Regions from separate parts of the Danio rerio genome. Here region 2 is linked to region 1. Evidence: chromatin contacts called from public Micro-C data. All regions are on one chromosome and are shown on one strand. The core of a region is the stretch at or near the end of the contact, and the rest is flanking DNA. Distances in the headings are between cores, read along the strand shown. Region 1 overlaps ptprub (protein tyrosine phosphatase receptor type Ub). Region 2 holds the start of ptprub (protein tyrosine phosphatase receptor type Ub).

Region 1 (4,688 bases), core at 1,068-3,567:
ATATAAACAAACTAAAACTGTGACTGTGCTGGGATTTGACATTTTTTAAAAGAAATACCAGGATATCTATGTCTTCTGGAATAAGCTGAGGTCTTTGCACTTTTACAATGTCAACTGCTGATGAAAAAAACTCTTTCACTGGATGCTCAGATGGATGGTGTGGAGAGGTAAGCCTTTCCTAAACCAGAGAGTAGTGTGTGCAGAGGAGGTCAAAAGGCCCTCTGCTCCACGGACTGTCCACTTGCATAATCAAAAATGATTGTAAAATATATTATAAAATATGATATAATAAGCAAATTATTAAAATATGCATAAACTTGATTGACAAAAAGAGGGTATAAAAGGAACAATCTAATACATGGTTCTGTAACAGCACAGCTTTCTCTTTCACCCTGAAAATAATCTTTACATTTTCGCTATGAAAACACTGATGCACTGTGTGATCTTCGTAATGTTAGCACTCGTCAGAGCAATCAGACCTGCAAATCATCCGGTCCACACGGTTTGGCCTATTAATAGCTTTTGCATATAGACGTCTTCGACAGTAGCTTTTCACAGTGCTGCGTTATATTTGTTGTTCTGTTAGTGTAAGTAAATGTATTTTTGCATTGTTTGCATACAGTTTGTGTTTTGTCTGGCACATCTCACGGCTGTCATTTTACTTCACCAACCCACCTCTTGTGCATTGATGTGTAGGTAAAGCGAGCTTGCGCCTGTGAACACAGCGCCCTCTTTGTTCAAAACATGTTTTGCGGTTCATTTAACATTTGTACAGATTTGAATCATCACATATTTAAATCAATTTTCAACTGGCTCATGGTGAATCATAACATCCCTAATGGTTACTTTTCGTTCAAACTCATAATGACATCAAAATGATTGTCATTATAATTTTAGTGATATGCTTGAGGTAGGTCAATTTATTTTTAGGGTTTTGATGAAGTAGCATTCAAAAAGCTCTTTAGACCATGTACTGAATTGTTTCTCAATTTTTTGCTGGTAATGTTTTAAATTAATAATTATGTAGACCTATTCAAATATTAATTTATTATCTATGTGCAATAATTGAGACATAAAATGTGTAAAATATAATCAACAATAAAAATGTAAATGATAACTTGAATTAAAAAGCCTTTTTATTGACTGTCTTAGTCCTCTCACTTTAAAATAACAAACACTGTACATCTCTCTAGATTTAGACTAAAACACTTCTTTATTTATTTATTTATTCATTCATTCATTCATTCATTCATTCATTTATTTATTTATTTATTTATTTATTTATTTATTTATTTATTTATTTATTTATTTATTTATTCATGTATTTATTTATTTAGGCCTAATTATTTGTAAGTATGTTTTTACTTTAATTTTAGTTGTCTTTTATTTCTTTAATTTTACTTTCCAAAATAAATCTTCATTTCACTTTAGCAAGTTTACAATGATATTAAAGCATGTTAACAAATTTTTTATCATTAATGAAGAAATTATGATGCTTTGTTTCACTGTTTCATCTTCATTTACAAGAAGCAGAGTGTTTACAGCTACTATGTATTTCTATCCCTACAAATTTGTCCTTTTGTGCCCCCTGGCGGCACAGTCACACACTGCGGTTATACCTAAAAACACATTCTTACTCCTTTAGTGCGGCAGCGGTACAAGTCGCGGCACTAATGATCGCTTTAACGTGTCACCCATTGTATGTCGCCACTCGCCACCAAATATGATGTTTGGTGTGTGCTGTCTTTAAAATTAGTATTATCATTATTATTTGTGTATGCATTTTATATGTTATATAGTGACTTATACCCAGAATAAACTGTAAGTCCTGGGTAAATTATAAACAAATTTCAAACAAGAAAACCCAAGATTACAATGAGCACAAATTAATTTCTTTACAATTACTTGTTTTTTCTAAAATAAACAACTGCAATATCAAAGCAGATCTAATTTGCGGTTTTCACAGAGGACAAAAAGTAAACATGAAAAAAAGACATGATATAAAGACTCAGTCAACCTCTAGCAGTCTGAGAATTGAAGGAAACTCCTGAGACTTAAGAGAAAACAGTCATGTAGGAAAGACAGTCTGCCAGCAGGGGGCGATGTTTTAGGTGTCGGACACCTGCAGAGCAGTGCAGAGTGTGAGCCCACCATGACTCACTGTTAAGACGCTAATTAAAAGCACCACTAAGGTGAGGGTCGAGACACAGGACTCAACTCGCTCCAGGACACGCTTCTAAACTTCAAAGCTGTCATGTTAGAAAGTCAACTCTCCTCTGTTGCTGACAATCAGGACCAAAAAGCAATTCCCCAAATCCCGCCCATGCACTTTTCATTTTCAGCTCCCCACTATTGCTCTTCATCCTCTCTCACAGCTCACGGCTGTTTTTGAAAATACCACTGGATCACAGCGAGTTTGCACCATGCAGACCAAGCTGCGGGACTGCTCGTGTGGCGAATCCAGCATCGTGTCAGAAATGACGAGTTGAAATAACACGGGAGACACCCAGAACATCAGCAGCCTGGCATTTCTAGAGTTGTATTTCTAGGGTTTATTGGGTAATTAAAGTTCGAGCGGTGGCCATATGCTCCGTGTGACTGGCAGTGGCTCTGCTACAGAACCTTGACAGGGAACAGGTGAAGGAGAACAGACTCGCTTGCCGAATGCATTCCTTGCCATCTGCTACTACTTGTAAATAAAATTACTCATACATGACTTTAGCTTGGGCAAATTTCTCATTGCAGAACAACACACATTAGAGAGAAGCTACATGATACATGTTAAATCTAGATAAGATGATGCTGCCTTGGAGTCATGAAACAATTATAATTACACACAAAGACAATATTTAAAACAAAAAAAGACATCATTATCAGTAAAACTAAGTTGGGGGAAATTCTGTTATAAGGACAGTTCACTCAAAACAAGAGAAAATGACCTCATCTCATTCTCATTCTTTCTTCTGTTGACCACAAGAGAAGATATTTTGAAGAATGCTGCTTGCTGGCACCTATCAACTTTCATAGTAGGAAGAAAAATACCCAGCAAGCATTTATTATTATTATTTTTTTGTTCTTAAAAGATGTCTAATAGATGTTCAATAGACTTCTAAACATAGTCGTCTTGGCTAAAACAAGGCTAAATTTGGGCTGTCAGTGAAAATCTAACAGATGTCTAAGAATATGCCAAAACTAGACTAGTCATCAAATAAACAGAAATGAATGACTACACATGTAAAGTCTGTCTAATCTGTCTATTTGACGACTAGGCCAGTGTTGGGCTTTTCTTAGACGGCTATTAGATTTTCACTGACAGCCCAAGATTAGCTTTGTTTTAGCCAAGCTGTACTGTACGTTGAAATGTCTAGACGTCTATTAAAGACAAAATTGTTTGCTGGGTACTAAAGAAGTCAATGGGTCGGGGCAACCAGCATTTTCAAAATATCTTTAGTGTTTAACAGAAGAAAAAACTCAAATAGTTTTTGAACATTATGTGAAGGCTGAGTAAATAATAGCAGAGTTAAAAAAAAAAAGTTTTTGTGTTATAAAACAGTGGTTCAAAGTGCATATAAAAATGCAGAAAGGTACACAATTTCAGCAAGTATTTTCTGAAACCAGGTATTTAATAAAATTATAGCTACAACATTTTCAGAGCCCCCTAGTGGCAGACCTCTCCATTTTAATAAATGAGATATTTAAGCCTTTCTTTCAAACTTTCAAACACCTCAAATACATTTTTCTAGAAATTATTTTCATAACCTTAGACATAATTTCAGGCGGTCTCAGTTTCAATTCAGTTAATTTTATTATTATTATTATTATTATTATTATTATTATTTATTTAATGCTTAAAAAGTTAAAATAAAAGTTAGGATAGAAATGATTAAAGTGTCTGCTGTATTTTTACCTCATTTAATAGTAGTTTGTTGTTTATAAATTGCATTTAATAAATAAAAAAGGTATTTTTAATATTGTGTGCATGACTGATATTTTTACACCTTATTAATCATTTAGCAAAACAATGGATTTGATTTTATTTAATTCAAAATTTTAAACCTTTGTTTCTACAATTATTAAAGAAAGAGCATCAATCATAAATGTTTTGTTAAATGAAGCATTTAATTTGTTGGACTCCTTATGAAGAATAGTGGGGAAAGTTTGAGGTAAATAATAAATCACTTCTTCAAATATGTTTTAATGAAATTTATTACTCTGTACTTTTTAAATAATGCTTACAGTTGTTTAAGAAAATGTATGACCAGTACATATTTTTTTCTAAACAAAACATCACACATTTGCAATCACGGCCACCACATACGCATGTCATGTCTACAAGACTGTAAAGAATCCCATTCGACATTTTAGCTTTCAAAAGGGTGCTTTCCTGTTTGTGGCTGCCATGCACCCTCAATGTTCACTTCTGTTATGACCACATAAGCCAGCTTTCCAACCTAGTTTGACTTGTGGAGCTGTGCATCGATGGATTTTCTCTTCAGTGTTTGGACTTCCAGCAGTGAAATTTAAACCACACTGAACTGAACTTCAACTCTGAAAACTAGACTGACACAGTTTCAATTTACTAGAACTTCTATGTTAAGCTGCTTTGACACACTCTACATTGAAAAGTGCTATAGAAAAAATATGACTCTTATCCCAGACATACTCAATAATGTTCAGACCTGGTGACT
Region 2 (4,237 bases), core at 1,330-3,829, 100 kb after region 1:
TAAGAAGACCAGCTCAAAATAATTAAAACCAGTTAATCATCAGGGTATGTTTAGGTAAGAGCACATTCACGTAGACAATAATGCACTAAAAATTGAACCATTTTCCAGCATTGTAAAAAATTATGTCTGTTCTCCATGATTTATAAAAACAATTAAAACCTCTGTAATACAACATGCATGTCAGGTCAATATTGGCGATGAGCAGCTAAAACACAGGAGTGAGGGGGGGGGGTTAATACATGCATATAGATTATACATATTTTGCATATGGCATCACAGTTGTCACAAAATAGTTTTCTTGTATTTTAGTTCTTTTTAATTGTCTTTTGTTGTCAAACGTTGCATTATAAGGTCCCCTAACTAGCATTTTCATTTAAATGATAAACATAATGTTTATCAAGATTTATTTTTTAAGATGAAAATGATATCACAAAAACCAGTAATGTGATTTTTTTTTCTGCATTATTACAATTTGGAAAAATGGCTAATTTCATTATGTACAATTTCTATTTGGACTTTTTATTAATTCAGATGTGAATTGTCCCCATCTTCAAATTGCAATGCAAAGAAACAAACAAACCAGCCCAAGATGGAGTGTGGATCTCCCAGATATGGCAGATGTTGTGCACATACAGGGAAAACAAACGAAAGCCAGCTTTGAGGAGAGCACATATAAGCAGCTAAAACCAGCAAGCCACTAGCAGGTGATTTATTTATTTTTTGTATTCGTTCTAGCATTTGTGCATTTTCTTATTTAAATGTAAATTTACTGAATAAATAAATAAATAAATAAATAAATAAATAAATAAATAAATAAATAAATAAATAAATAAATAAATAAATAAACAAACTAGCCTAAGATGGAGTATGGATCTCCCAGATAAGGCAGATTTATGCTTGTATAGGGAAAACAAACGAAAGCCAGCTAGATGAAGAAAGCACAAACCAGCAAGCCACTAGCAGGTGATTTATTTATTTGTATTCATTACAGGTTTCAATCTTTTCTCATTTAAAATATAAATTTAATGACAATTTCAAAAGTAAATAAATCAATAAATAAATAATAAACAAACCAGTCTAAGTTGTAGATCTCCCAGATAAGGCAGATTTTGTGCACATACCTGTACATGAAAAACAAATGCAGCTAGATGAGGCCAGCTAGATGAGGAGAACACATGTAACCAGCTAAAACCAGTATGCCACTAGCAGCTGATTTATTTATTTACATGTTCTTTCTTCAAATGCAAATTTCCTGGCAATCAATCAATCAATCAATCAATCAATCAATCAATAAACAAATTATTAAACAACCAATCAGCCTAAACTGGTGTTATTTGTTCTCCCAGCATTCTCAGTATTTTGTTTCTACACTCAGTTAAACCAGGAAAACACCAGTATGACCAGATCATCGTTGACTGGGTAAAACCAGTAAACCATCTCAACCTCGTTTAAGGCTATTACCTCATCATTCCCTCACACAGTAAAAACCACAGAAGAGTGGCGCCAAACTCAATGTGGAAATATGTTATTGTTATGTTATTAGGTATGTTCTTCAACTGATAAACACATTTGGATAAAACATAAGAGCCTTTTGAACTGTATTCAGACTAGTATGACCAATTCATAAACAAGCTGTGATAATTCAGAAGCACAACCGGATATTTTATCAGCGGTTTACAGAATGAGGGATTCAGTTACATCACAGCGGGTCAAGCTATACTACACACTTCACACTGTAAGTTATCCTTTTAAACGCATAAAAAGTTGTATCTTGTTGTGAAAAGTGTATGAGGAATATATTGTGGTTTTGAATACATACGTTAGTCGAACGATAAGTAAAAATATGAGTCATTTTAAAATCAGTTGTTCGTTGTGACGTGTGAATTCGCTTCTAAACACAACTCGCTGTAAATCTTTTTGATAAGGATTACATTATTTAAAAGACAAATTTATGGCATAATATTAAAGCACGTCTGGTGCAGCCACAAATGTTTCGCTATTCGACCTCTGATTTAAAGCTTTGCAGATAAGGCTGCTCTTGTTTATAACAAACAACTTCCATGCTTGTGTTTTCAATGCAAAATACACCACAACAACACACACACAGACCGATACCACGAATCGAACCTTAACGACAGACGGAATGTTTAAACAGGGCGTCTCATAACTGTACAAAATAACAGTCCACAGCAAAGCACACTTCATTTCAAGCCTCTAGTGACATCTTCACTGTTTTTATGACAACCGAGCGCACATCTTTCATTTATTAGAAAAGTTCAGCTCCTCCAAGTATAACTCAGCCTCCTTCTGCTGTCAAGACAACATATGCTTCTCACATATTCAAAACACACACACAAGTTTGTAAGTGCGCAGTTTGTGTAACTCCAAATAAACGGGACTTTACCTGTTGGTCCCTCTACGCTGTCGGCGTGAATCTGAACAGCCAGGATCAAGAGAAAGGCGCAGGTATTCATTTTCCGTTGTTAGTCCAGTTGGGAAAACAAGTCGAAATCATTTCAGTGGCTCCAGTAGTTTGAACGGGGAAGTTGTGGACTCGCTCCCGTTCATCGATTCCCGAAATCCAGCCGAAGCTCAGTTGAGAGTCGCGTGAAGTGATACGGGGGCAGTGCGATCCGTTCAAACTGACGTCAGGATAAACAGTTCGAAGCGATGTTTCTTTCTCTCCAAGCGCACTTTCTGGCGCTCGGTGCGAGTCTAGTGTGCTTGAAAGTGTGCGAACGACGCCCCCATGCGGGGCTTTGGAGAAGTGGAGCTCCGGTCAACCTGGTGTTCTCGAGCTATACATTATGATTCACCATCGTAATCTCTTTAACCTGACTACTGAAGACAAGCAGCTTCTATAACAGAGGGAAATTAATGATGCCATTTATATTAATAATGCCATTTAAAAGTAGGGTGTGCATTTACTGAAACAAACCAGACTTCTGAACCTTTTGAACCCATACCACATGTTTAAGCTCCATCTGATTTTCTGTTATCATGTACTTATGACAGCTGTATAATTTATGTTTGATAATCATATTATTATTATTATTATTATTATTATTATTATTATTATTATTATTATTATATAAATAACTGGACCACACTTGAGATTTTTTTCTTTAATTTCAATTAAGAAAGTGAAAAAAGTTACCAACATTTGGATGGAGTAAGGATAAGTAAATCAACAGCTAATTACTTGTTTGGGGCTGAACTGTTTATTTAATTAAATTCAGTACCCACGTCTTCATTTTTGGGGACAGCGAAATACATAGCGTGCCATCTGCTCACAGTTTTTGAAAATCCACCAGAGGGCGCAATATACACTTCAGCCAAATAGGCCAGCTTGCTTTCGACTGACTGAGCGACTGATCGACTGACTCACCCACCCTGTCCCGAAACCCAACCAATAGTGTTTTCTAAAGCAATCTAGAAAAAGAAAAGCAGTCACAGCTGCGTGACTACACCACATTTTCAGCCACATTTTTGTTTATTCATTCATTTTCTTTTCGGCTTAGTCCCTTTATTAATCCGGGATGGCCACAGCGGAATGAACAGTCAACTTATTCAGCACTTTCATGCAGCGGATGCCCTTCCAGCTGCAACCCATCGCTGGGAAACATCCATACACTCTCATTTACACATACAATTTAGCCAACCCAATTCACCTGTACGTGAGTGTCTTTGTCTTTGGACTTATGGGGGAAACCGAAGCACCCAGAGAAAACCCACACGAACACAGAGAGAACATGCAAACTCCACACAGAAACACCAACTGACACAGCCGAGGCTCGAACCAGCAACCTTCTCGCTGTCATGCAAATGTGCTACCCACTGCACCACCTCATCGCCCCCGTTGTTTATTTTATTATTATTTTGTGTTTGCTTTTGTCGCAGTCATCTCAGCCCCGTGTCCAAAGTCCATTAGTGTATGAGGTGAGATACTGGGGAAACTGGTAAAGTCATTCATATGGATGTAAGCGGTCAGCTGGTTGCGCTAAAAGGAACAGAAATTGTTGGCGGTGTCATACCACCCCGAACGGTTTGTTTTAAAAACATAAATGCAGCCATACGTACCTCTGGCTACATAATTCACACTCTCCAGGAACATATAAAGGGGTATGTATCCACAATGAGCCTGTTTTGGTAAAGGTGCAATGAGACCCTGGGGACTCAGTATTTTAATTTAACATTAGCTTTTGAAACAATACAGAAAATAATAATAATTTAATTC

The links. Hi-C and Micro-C count contacts between places; a contact is called where the count stands out from the background.
Region 2: a Micro-C map of caudal fin shows a contact between it and region 1, with 12 times the contacts expected there. The contact joins the promoter of ptprub here to the enhancer-like site in region 1. A contact is called at or near these places in 2 of 18 Hi-C or Micro-C datasets (caudal fin and an unstated tissue).

What each region holds. Positions count from the first base shown.
Region 1 is chr16:38,482,389-38,487,076 of GRCz12tu, forward strand. All of the region lies in intron 1 of ptprub (protein tyrosine phosphatase receptor type Ub), which reads right to left. Among named protein-coding and RNA genes, the nearest start is that of si:dkey-34d22.1, 100 kb to the right of the region's middle. Within about 2 kb of position 2,318, at least 5 of the 62 cell types and tissues checked have an H3K27ac peak or open chromatin away from gene starts, as enhancers often do.
Region 2 is chr16:38,583,965-38,588,201 of GRCz12tu, forward strand. ptprub (protein tyrosine phosphatase receptor type Ub) reads right to left here and starts at 2,580. Exons shown (of 29, transcript NM_001002299.2): 1 at 2,405-2,580. The coding sequence starts at 2,474. It overlaps si:dkey-34d22.1, which reads left to right and starts at 1,468. Exons shown (of 15, transcript XM_073926276.1): 1 at 1,468-1,735.